2 separate regions of the Danio rerio genome follow, and region 1 is linked to region 2. The links are chromatin contacts, called in public Hi-C maps. All regions are on one chromosome and are shown on one strand. The core of a region is the stretch at or near the end of the contact, and the rest is flanking DNA. Distances in the headings are between cores, read along the strand shown.

Region 1 (6,143 bases), core at 747-3,246, 220 kb before region 2:
GCATTTACAAACTGAAGTGGAACCGCCAGTATTTTGGAGCCATAGAATTACGATACTACCATAGTACTGGTAAACAGTGTAACCCTAGTTATGAATAAAATAATTTGACTCATGAATGCTCAAAATACATTCCAAATTTAAAAAACATAACATTTATTTCCAACAAAACCACAACAGCTCATCATCACTTCATTTTCTACCTACCTTCGTACAGGTAGAATAGTAGAAAAAGTAGCAATCATCTCCTTGCAAGGTCATTCTGGAACAGGTTTGTACTCTTCAGGGTCAGGAGGTGGGATCTCGTCCTGGACACTTGCAATCTCCCTATTTAGAGTGTTAGAAGTCTATTCATGCTCCTGTTGATCCACATTTTTTCACTTTCACATTCTGTCTTGAATGGCGTAAAATGGTGGAGGATATTTAAGAACTGGTAAGAGAGTGAAAGCGTTGCAAGAACTTCGTTCACCTGCAGTGGCTGAGATGTTCCCAGGCACAATCTCAAGCACTCCTTGAAGAGTCGCTCCGCACTGTTTGGATCCTGAAGGAATACTTGACTGATGAGTACAGAGCGAACAAGGGAAGCAGGGGCAACTTTTGCCTCTCTTTTAGTGACCTGTTCCCATCAGACTGCTTTGCTAAAACTGGCAGATGGTGGAAAATGTCCTTTTGTTTTTTTCTCCGAGATTGTTGATAATTGAGAGGTGATTGGGTTTGGGGGAGTTTAAAAAATTCTTGAACTAGATGAAGTCAAAAAGGGGCAAAACATGTATATCTGGATATCTTGGAGATGTTGAAATGGGTAAAAAAGGAACAATATCTTCTACGTCACTGGAAGCCGGGTGGAAAAATTAAAATGGGGTAAACAGGAACTTTAAAAAAAAGCCCAATAAGAGGGAAAAAAAAAACAATGGAGAGATTTTTAATACAAAAAGGCAGCAATCTTCAGGAAAGCTAACTCATTATCCAACTCCAGCAATCCTCTGGAATGAGGGACAAGATCTTGAATAACCTACATTTCAAAAAGGAGACAAAAACACTCCCCATGTGCTGAAAAGTTGGTTATTTAAATAAGGACAGAGACACAATATGCATTATTACACGGAAAACATGGCAGACAGAACATGTGTTAGGGTTTACATAACACGTAAAGACAACAATGGATTTCTGTAACAACAATGTCGTGTTTCAACACGATTTTGTTCTTGGTGTGGTGATCCAAACATAGTAAACAGTATTAATCACGTTTTAAAGTTAGTATCAAATTCAGCATTTTGACGATTTTGTGTCCGCGAATGTAACGTTAAGGTGCAGTTTACAAAATCTGCATTTGTAAAATGTAAAGGTTTAAAGCACATTTTTACAGATGAACAAAAAGCAAATATCACCACGATCATAAATCAAAGCCGAAGCAAAAACGTTTTGAATGTAATAAGAGTCAATAATTATATTCCCATAGCTGTATTACATTACCGTAATCTTCGAAATCCACTAACGTTACTCAAATGATTGTCGCGTTATGCAAGATTGTCGAGTTAGGCCGTGGTGTCATTGTTTTATTTGACTCGATTTACTATGCAAATCTTCATATGAAAAACACAGACAAACAACGTGTAAAGACCAAATGAGTATATTTTAAATCCAATAGCTGTTTAGCGTTACGTGACAAACAACACGGTAGCTTATTCTACGGCTTAGCATAGCATGTTGCTAACTTCGAGTAAGTTAGCATTCTAACTTTAACACAACTAACAGTTACTAGACTGTACTAAAATATGTTGAATGATAAATAAATAAAATGTTTAATAACATTTACTTTAAATTAATCTAGCACAATTACCAGTTTATACCGAGTGGAATTAAGTATGTTCGGGTTGATGCACGTAGGCTCTCCAGTACAGGACTTTTCTCTTCTCGGTTTACAGACGGTACAGACGAATAAAATGGCGCCCGCGCTGCCCAGCAGGAAAGTGCTTACACAAATGACTGTAAACGTCAGTGTGACGGCGAGACTCGTTAAAGGGACAGTTCACCACTTAAATCACACCCTTCTCAATTAAATGGGTACAGACAGGTTGGACTTACTTTTAATTGTTTAAATAACAACTCAGAAATTTTGGTCCAGTCTTAAGTTTATGTTAGCTTAACAACAGTGTCAATCATGTGCTTGACATGTTAATCAGATGATGCTGTAGCTCTTCTACCTCAATGTCTTGTGTTCAGATGCTCTACTGCAGTGGTTCTCAAACTTTTTTCATCAAGTACCACCATGAGCAATATTGAAATACTGTAGCGTAGTAAGCCCAGTAAAGCAGCTACAGTACAGCTCTGCACAGTTCAAAAACGTGGCAGATTAAATTCTATTAATTAGAATATTTATTATTGTCAGCCACTTTAAACATTATAAAGAGTCTGAACGTTATCACTGTGCTGTATCTAAAAAAAAACACTAAAAACGTCAACATTTTTATTAAAATGTGCTTTTAAAAGTTAAAAATGGTAGGTTACTGTTCTTAAAAAGTATAAAGAAAAGTGCTGTACTTAAATGTAAAGTGTTAACATATAGGAGCCAATTCTTCAACACCTGGAAATCTTGTCTGGACCTCAGAAATACAGGCTATATGTCATATAATAAATATTATATGTAATATTTATATATAAATCATTTCTGATATATGTTGATAAATATGTAGCATGTACATTTGACATATTTGATTCCTCCGCGTACCACTAGATGCGCACCACTAGTGGTACAAGCACCACAGTTTGATAACCACTGCTCTACTGCAAATGCTTGCTTATAAGAATTTATTTGTCCTTCTATTAGCACAAACCTCCTCTGACCTCTGGCATTAATAATACATTTCCTTCAAGCAATTGCCACAGTTATTTTATTTTTTGACCATTCCCTGTAAACCATTGAGATGATACACATGAAAAAATCTCAGTAGATCAGCACTTTCTCAAATATTGACGCTGACACACAACCATGCCACCATGTTTAAAGTCACTTTCTGATACTCAGTTTGAAATTTAACAGAATCTTTTGACAATGTCCACATGCCTAAATCCACTGATTAGTTATTAGATATACTGATACTGATATTAGATATTTGAGTTAAGAATAATACAAACAAAATAAATACAATATAAAATAATTTAAACAGACAAACAAACACAAGAATAGTGTTACATGGGGCATTTTACATATGGGTAAAACAAACAAAGACTCAGATGCTGTCAGATTAACTACTAACAAATTTAGTACAAAATCCACCTACATACTTGAATTGAAATAGGGGAATCTGTGATAATCTGATTTGTTTAACCAATCAGTTCTGAATGTTTTTTTTTATTAAGAGTATAATAAAAACTTGTAGATGCATATAAACAACCTGATAAAGGGGGTGTTAATCCTGTTAATAGTGATGACCAGCATAGTGTAAGGTGTAGATGTTGCAGTTTTCTTTTTGAAGTATTATTTTCAAACAAACCAGGACAATCGATTTGTTATTTTTTTGATTTAGAGGCTATTTTTTATTCATATTTGCATTTTATTCATACATTTTAGAAGGATTTGCTTATCTTCCAATTGGTTTGGGGCTTGGGGACATGTCTCCTTTTAAAGATTATTTATATTAATATACATAAAATTGTATACATCAGTACTAATTTGCCACTTTTCTGACAATATGTAAAATTATATTTCCTCAAGATATCAGGCTGAACTACAAACACACACAAACAAATTATGTCAATGAAATGCATGCAGTAGTACATCTTTTGTTATCCATTACATGTAGCTAAAACTTGCTTAAACAATTGTTTAAGAAACAGTTTTAATATCCAACAAGAATTGTGGGCATTTTCTTAATTTATTGTTTGTTTATCTATTGTTAATTTGCTGGTGTTTTTTGTAAATGCATGTGTTTTTTAAATTTCTCTCGGCCACTGTAGAAATGGTTCAAATTAAATTACATTTAAAGGTGTTTTAGAACAAAAGAATCAAGACAAAAGCAATCATAATTATTCACTAGTGCTCAAGTCTTTCCATCTGCTTTAATCCTAAATCAGCATTTTAGTTAAGAAACCTGCACTCCCCAATGTAATAAAAATAATCATCAGTGATAATTGTACTTTCCTAGAATTATTTGAAATGGCATGGAACGGGGTGCACCAGGTGATATTTGTTATTCCTTCACTACAGCTATAAAATGAGTTGAGGGAATTCGTTCTGTAATATAGTCCATCTGATCTGTTTGCACAAAACAGACTTTGCTGTGCTGAAAAAGATCTGACAATCTTCACACATATCGGTGTTGGCAAAGAGCCTTTTCCAGCTGTTGCAAAAATACTGAAGAAAAAGTTGGTGCTGGTCATGGAGGAAGACGATTCAATTCCTGTTGCAAATAAAAAGGTTATAATTCAGAATGTGAAAATAAGTAACCATTTATAACAGTCCAACTATGCCAATCTCACCATGTATTAATGATTTCTTAAGGCTGTTGACTAAAGGGTAGGTGCCCTGTCCACAGAAATATCCAGAAAAATCATCCAGGTCTAGAGCCCACACAAACGCACCCCCGAAGCCATGCTCCAGTAGATATTTTGTCTTAACGAAAGTAAGCAGAGCTGTTATTTTCAGCTATACATGTAGACATCACAGTATTACATAACATAATCGAATGTACCTTAATATTGAAGCTTCTCAGACTGTCAAATCCCACCCAGTCATTGCCTTTCACAGAAAAAGGTACTTTCTGGTCTTCAATCCACTGTACCACACCACCATTTAGAAAAAGACATATCTAAGGGGAAAACAAAACAGGTTGATAATAGGTAATATTCAGAAATGTGTACATGGAACTTCGCCTATGTTATGGCACCTTGCTGCAGTTTTAGTTTCCCTGAGTCTAAATCTAAGTATTTAATTTTTGCTCAGTTAGTTATTTTAAAGAAACATTACACTTAATTTTTTTTGGGGGGAAATAGGCTCTTTAATCTCCCCTATAGTTAAACAGCTGATGTAAACCATTTTTGAATCCTTTCAGCCGACCTCACATTCTGACAGGAGCACTAATCTTAGCTTAGCATAGAAAATTGAATCAGATTAGACCTTTAGCATCTCACAAAAAAAGACAATTTTCCCATTTAAAGCTTACCTTTTCTGTAGTTACAATGTGTTCTTAGATGCTGCATGACTAAATAATAATATTTTGCAGCGCTAATACCTACTGAGGACTATTTTCAACTGCTGTGTAATATCACTGCACCTGCAGCAGCCATGTTCAAGCAGCAAAATTATTGATTATTATGCTGGAATTATAGACATATCTAAGGAACTTTTTATTTTCTGTCAGTCTTTTTACATGATCTAACTGCAAAGGAATCACGCTTTACAAAGGAAAAATTTTAAAACAATTAAAAAAATAGTTTGAGCGAGATGCTAATGGGCTGGTTTATGCTAAGTTAAGATAAAATGCTCCCACTAGAATGAAAGATTGCAGACATCCCAAATTATGAATAATAATCTCCCGGAAATCACACGTCTCCCACCCGGTCCTTAAATACATCGCATACCCCTCTCCAACGCATCCCTCCCAGCTCTTCAAATACTTAGCGTCCTCTCCCCCACTTTTCAGATTCATCACGCATAGACACTTACTTTAACCCCACAACAAACACAAATAATCCCAATACTACAAATGTTTCAATTTCCTAAACCTTTCCCACCTCAGTAGCAATGAGCACAGTAGCAAGTGTTTTGCTACACAAAATAAACACAATTAATACTGTTTATTGTACATAAAAATTACGTACATAAAAGTACAAAGTAGTCAAAGACAACTAATATAAAGTGGAACTAATACTTTAAAAGTTTGATTTATAATTAGTATTTACTTCATAGTAAGCCCACAAGCCTATCTCTTGTGTATGAGGTCCAGGAGAAGCAAATTTATTGGCTGGGGCTCCGACTCCGTTCTGAGAGGAGTTGAGGATAAAAGAGCGTCCGTAAGTGGAGAAGCCCATCAACAACTTCTCAGCAGGAGCTCCCTGAGATCTCCAGTACTGCAGAGCAAAATCCTGAAGGAAAGATGAAAATACGCAAACTATAAGGCCACGGTCTCAAACTCAATTCCTGGAGG
Region 2 (5,964 bases), core at 2,830-5,329:
ACACATGTACTGATAAAAAAAATCACAATAATAACAAAACTAATAATTTTATTAGTTAGCTCAACTTAATTTTTTTCTAGTTGACCCAAATTAATTTTACTAGGTAGACCAACTTATTTTTTTCTAATTGCCCTAACCTTTTTTTCTAGGTAGCCCAGGTTAATTTTTCTAGTTGCTTCAACTTTTTTCTAGATTTCTCAATTTAATGTTCAAGTTACCCCAACTTAATTTGTCTTGTTCTTATAAATTATTTTTCTTGTTGCCCCAACTCAATTTGTTTAGTCCTCCAACTTACGCTTTTTATGTACCCCAACTAAATTTTTCTAGTTGCACCAACATAATTTTCCTATGTACTTCAATTTTTCTAGTTGCACCAACATAATTTTCCTATGTACTTCAATTACTTAAGTTGCTCCAACTTATTTTTTTAAGCCACAACTGAATTTTACTAGTTAACTCAACTTAATTTTTCTAATTACTCCAGTTTTACTAGTCAGCCCAACTTATTTTTCTAGTCTCTCCAACTGAATTTTACAAGTTAGCCCAATAATTTTTTTAGTTGTCCTAATTGAATTTTAATAGTTAGCCCAATTTAATTGACTAGTTACTCCAATTTTACTAGTTAGCCCAACTTAATTTTTCTAGTTGCTCAACCTAATTTTTTTCTTGTTTTCTTGAAGATTGTATATTGCTGAGTCATTGTTCATTATTTGTCCATGTTATCTAATGTATTAACTAGCACATTGCTATTTGTATATTTACATTAACAAAGATTTAGTATAACTGAATAAATGTGTTGCTTATTGTTAGCAATAATTGTCATGCTATTTTATCCATTAACATATACATTAGTGTTTGTGTAAGTAAAAATAAACTAATCAAACTGTTAAGGCAAAGAAATACATATATGAGTAAATTAACATTGATTAATATGAGTAAATTAACATTAACAAAATCAAGTAATGCTTAACAGATGTGTTGTTCATTGTTAATTTGTGTTAACTAATGTATTAACTAACATTAACTAATACATTACTATTGTAAAATGTTACCTGATACTTTTTAAATATACCTGCCTTTCACATGCTATTTTCAATGTCTCTCTGGTTGGCAGAGAATCAAGTCACTGATTAAGTCAAATTACAACGTATGACAAAACAATGAAATTTTTTATGGGGTCTTTAAATTACAAAATGTTAACAATATTTGCTCAAATGTGTGCTTTTAATTTCAACATTTTCTTCAGATTACCATTTTAATGCAACTAGGCTATTTGTTAAGCAACTGTCAATACTAATTGTGTGTAATTCGAGTGTTCTGGCACAGGGTGAACATCAATCATGGCTGAGTCGAACATACACAATACATGTCATCTACACTAGAAGATAAACTAATTTCATCTATTCATTATCTATACTGTGGGCTTTTTCAATACTGTTATCATTATCAGATACCCAGCATTTTCCAATCCACTGTTTTGGGAGGCACGGGCCGAACTGGAGCAACTGTGGTGGAAGCTGCTGTAGTAGTGGTGGTTGTTGTAGTAGTTGTGGTAGTTGTAGTAGTAGTAGAAGTTGTAGTAGTAGTAGTGGTGGTGGTGGTGGTGGTAGTAGGTTTGGTTGGAGCAGCAGTTGTAGGGACTGGTGGAGTTGGTTCTGGGGTGAATATTGTTGGGTTTGGGTCAGTGGAGGGGGGAAGGGGAGGAGGAGGAATTTCGAACATCAAGCCATCTGTAAAGTTAACGGCTGAGAGGAAGAACACAGAGGATCCAGAGGTTAAGCACAAGAGAGACACAAAGAGATGCGAGAAAAGACAGAAAAAGAATGAGTTAATTATATGGAATTCCCACAAATCCCCTTTTCCATGTATTTAATGGAAGAATCTGTTCTGAATGTAATATTGGGATACTGCATCTAATGGATTCCACCTGCCATTAATATTACGTACTGCAATTTGCAAATTGTAAAAAAGTAAAATACTACAGTTCAAATGTTCAGTGAGTATGATTTTCTGGAAATTAACTAGTTTATACATCAGACACAGTGAAGATATTGTAGTGTTAAAAAAAGATACTGTTCTGTTGGACTATATACATTTGAAACATTTGTTTCCACATTATATAATTGTTTTCAACACTCATTCATTCATTTTCCTTCAGCTAAATCCCTGATTTATCAGGAGTCACCACAGCAGAATGAACCGCCAACTACTCTGGCATGTTTTATGCAGCAGATGCCTGTTTTCATCATTGTTAATTAAAATTGTTTCTTAAGAATTTTATTAGATTAACAGTCATTGATTCATTCATTTTCTTCACCTTAATCCCTTTATTCAGGGTTTCTGCAGATTTCATCATGTCAAATTTAAGACCCTTTTAAGACCATTATGAATGAAATTTTAGACTTATTCAGGGCTAAACACTAATGATTATTTCTATTGGCCTGGTTTGCCATAAAAATGTATTTCAAGAGTTTACACTTAGCTGATGGTTTATCCTAAGCTTGTTTGGCATGCTGTCCCGGGAGAGAGAGCGAGAGAGAAGCTTGAGCTCAGGTAGATCTCAAAAACTCCATAGCTGAAGTGGCAAAGGTAAACTACTTTGGGATTGAAGGGAGCAAGACAAAGTGCCAGTTTTACTTGATCCGTTAAGCATTGTGCATATATTTGGATGGTAGGAGGAAACCGGAGAACCCAGGGGAAACCTACACGACACTAGGAGAACATACAAACTTCACACCGAAACACACACCAGCCTGGCGAGGACCAGGGCCGGCAGTGTTCTTGCTGTGGGGCTAACAGTGCTAACCACTGGGCCGCCGTGCCACCAAGAAAAGGAGGAGAAGTCGGAGGATGGGGGTTTCTTCCAGACAAAGATAAATGTTGAATGAAGACTGTGGTTATTTATAGAAACTTAGGAATCATATGATTGGGGAATTATGATTTGCTAATGGGAGATCGGCTGTGGTAAATCATAAACACGTGATCCTCTCGAAATTAGTTTATAAATAAACTTCAGTTCTTAATGACATACTTTAATGTGTCAAAATAAAATAAAAACTTAGTTTGCAATTAAATAAACAATCAAAAATATATATTTGTTGGCTTTTGGTCCAAATTGTTTGAGTATATCTTCTATTCATTCTGTTATAAAACCGTAAGTTTCATGCCTATTTATAAATATAATGTCTACTCCCCCTTATTTCTGTAAATAGTTTTGCTGAACAAATGTTTGAATGGAAGATAATGTAAAGGGATATATTGCTCTGTTATTATCACAAGGAACTGAGTAATTCTTTTTAGTTTTCTTTCCCTGATTATATTGAGATGGATTGTTGGTGATTGAATGGATGTCGGCCCGACTGGTTAGCTTTACCTAAACAGAGAAAAATTAGGACCTCTTTAAATTTATTTAACAATATTTCAGTGAATTTAGGACTTTTAAGGTCTTTTTAAGCCCTTGCGGACACCCTGTTCATCAGGGGTCACCACAGCAGTATGAACCGTCAACTACTCTGGCATATGTTTTATGCAGCAGATGCCTGTTTTCAACATTGTTAATAGAGTTGTTTCTTAAATTTTTAATTTTATTAGATCAAAATATTGTAAGAATGATTTTTAAAGGACCATGAGCTGGAAAAATCTGACTTGCATTATACAGAAATATTAATTATTAAAATACACATTTCATTTTTTAAACAATTTATAACAATATTCAGTGTTACAGTTTTTTAATCTAAATTGGTAAAACAAGTGGAGATTATTTTTATTTCTCCAAAAATATCTGATAAACCATACTACCACCAAACCTTTGAACAGTAGTATACACACTTCATGCATAAAGTATATAAGAATATATAGAAATATCAAGATGTAGTGCAGTATTAATGCATATCTAAATACCAGAAATTACATTTGTATTTTTCCGCATAATTTTAGCTTGTATTGCTTTTCTAAAATATCTCCTGAAAAGGTGCAACAACTTTCTTTGTGATATTTGTCAGCGTGAATGCCATGTCTTAGAGGAAAACTGCAGAGGTTGTGTGGAGGGTATGCAAAAATTGATTGTTGTGCACCACCAAGGGGACAAATAGGGTCACTACAATCCACTGAGCTAATGCAATTCTCACATGAACCAAATTGCAAAATGCTACAGTATTCTCAGATCTCTTGGCATTTTGAAACAAGTCAAAATATCAAATCATGAATATCTCCTGAAACATAACAAACAATAAACTTGCACTGCTGTCAACACAAAAAGAGAAAATGTGTGGGAATCCATTAGAGCACAGTGGATATTATCGTACACCTTTTAAGCATTTTCCTTGAAACAAAGGACAATTTACGAACTGACTCAATAATGAAAACTTTATAAGGGTCAAAGATGATATCAGGGGAGTTTCTAGCCCTTCGTCAGTACTGGAACATAGAGGATATTTTATACTCTTTTAAGATACTGTTATAAATGTAAATAAACAGCATTTACTTGCAGAAGAGAGTCAATCAATTTTCACATATATTAAAAAGCTGCTTCTTCACTTTTTCTACATTTAAATTTCTACATTTAAAAAAAAAATGTTCTGCTGGTTCAAACTATTTATTTAAAGTGGGCATATTTTTTGGGCACAACTTAATTGTTTTATGTTCAATCCACTTAAATTTGTTAAGTTAGCTTTATCGACTTGTGTTTGGACACCATTTAAAAATTACGTGGAATCCTGCATTTTTTACAGTGGAGGTAAATAAATGTCAACATAATGACTGTTATTGGGCCTTATAAATATATTTATTATTATTATTATGTATTATCTTTTTTATTATATATGAACTGTCTAAATAAATCCAATGACTTCGCAAATACAGTTTTTCTGAAACTCTGTTGAATAAAAATAAATAAATAAATAAAAATAAATAAATAAAATAGTAAGATAAATCAATAAAAAGATATTATCAGATAATGGGGTAATCTTTATTGACATACGAGGATGTATCAGCAATATTATACTGGGGTACATGTGTTCTATTTTGGTTTCTGCAACAATTTGTTTTGTATTAATAACATTTGTAATAAAGAAATGTGAAATAATTTTTAATCAGTTATATGATCATTTTAATAATCATTTAGTGTAAAAACATATTCATGTAAACATGAAACAACATAGTTTTTCCGGCCTGCACCTATTGAAATATATTAAATAATAAGTGATCATAATAAATTGTGTATTTTTTTGTGTGTATAAAAATGTGTTCTTTGAAAAATATTGACACATAATAAAGATTTAAAATGCCAATTAATACAATTGTTTATCTTAAAATGATTCTTGTTCTAAATATGCCTATATTTTTAGGTTTCGAAATATTCGTCACACTATATGATATTTTACATAAAGTCTTCTCTTGTAATGGTAAAACTGCAGTTTTTCTTTACTCAGAAGAAAATAAACTTTGACAGGACACAATCCACTAAAACATATTTAAACACATTCAACTAAAACATATTTAATAGTTTTGATGCTTGAAAATCCCTTGTCGTATTTGACCCATAAGCAGTTTCCAAACTAAAAAGTGAAAACAATTCATACTCCAGTATATCGGCAAGGATGAGACTGTTTACGCTTGGTGACAGAACATTTTGCCAGACCAAGACATGCTATGGATGTGAATCTTTAGCGCAGTGATGTGGGTTCAGATCAACACAGCCAATAAGCCAACAATTCAGTGCAATCTTACCTGTATTTCTCCATAAGACTGACACAAAATAATAAAAGAAATGAAGGTGGCACAAGCAGAAGCGGCGGCGTGCATTGCAAAAGCTGTATTTTCTGGTGAGCTGATTTCTTTTGAATAATTCAGCAGCACAACACTCACTATCTGCAGCTTTTCCTAATCTAATCTGACTTCCATGTATCATTGCTTGACACCTGGCTTTTATCCTTGTTAAAGCAACACGTAAACATCAATCAGTAG

Evidence for each region. A called contact is a pair of places that touch in the nucleus more often than the background predicts.
Region 1: a Hi-C map of an unstated tissue shows a contact between it and region 2, with 8 times the contacts expected there. The contact joins the promoter of zc3h11a here to the enhancer-like site in region 2. A contact is called at or near these places in 3 of 18 Hi-C or Micro-C datasets (embryo, hematopoietic stem cells and an unstated tissue).

The regions. Positions count from the first base shown.
Region 1 is chr11:26,077,832-26,083,974 of GRCz12tu, reverse strand. It overlaps zc3h11a (zinc finger CCCH-type containing 11A), which reads right to left and starts at 1,996. Exons shown (of 17, transcript NM_199686.2): 1 at 1,838-1,996; 2 at 467-538; 3 at 205-324. The coding sequence starts at 258. ovgp1 (oviductal glycoprotein 1) reads right to left here. Exons shown (of 17, transcript XM_073916736.1): 14 at 5,899-6,081; 15 at 4,689-4,805; 16 at 4,477-4,609; 17 at 1,615-4,397. The coding sequence ends at 4,063. It also overlaps a transcript of chia.3 not described here.
Region 2 is chr11:25,861,171-25,867,134 of GRCz12tu, reverse strand. nfasca (neurofascin homolog (chicken) a) reads right to left here. Exons shown (of 30, transcript NM_001145767.1): 25 at 1,455-1,745. Among named protein-coding and RNA genes, the nearest start is that of nfasca, 43 kb to the right of the region's middle. Within about 2 kb of position 4,079, at least 3 of the 62 cell types and tissues checked have an H3K27ac peak or open chromatin away from gene starts, as enhancers often do.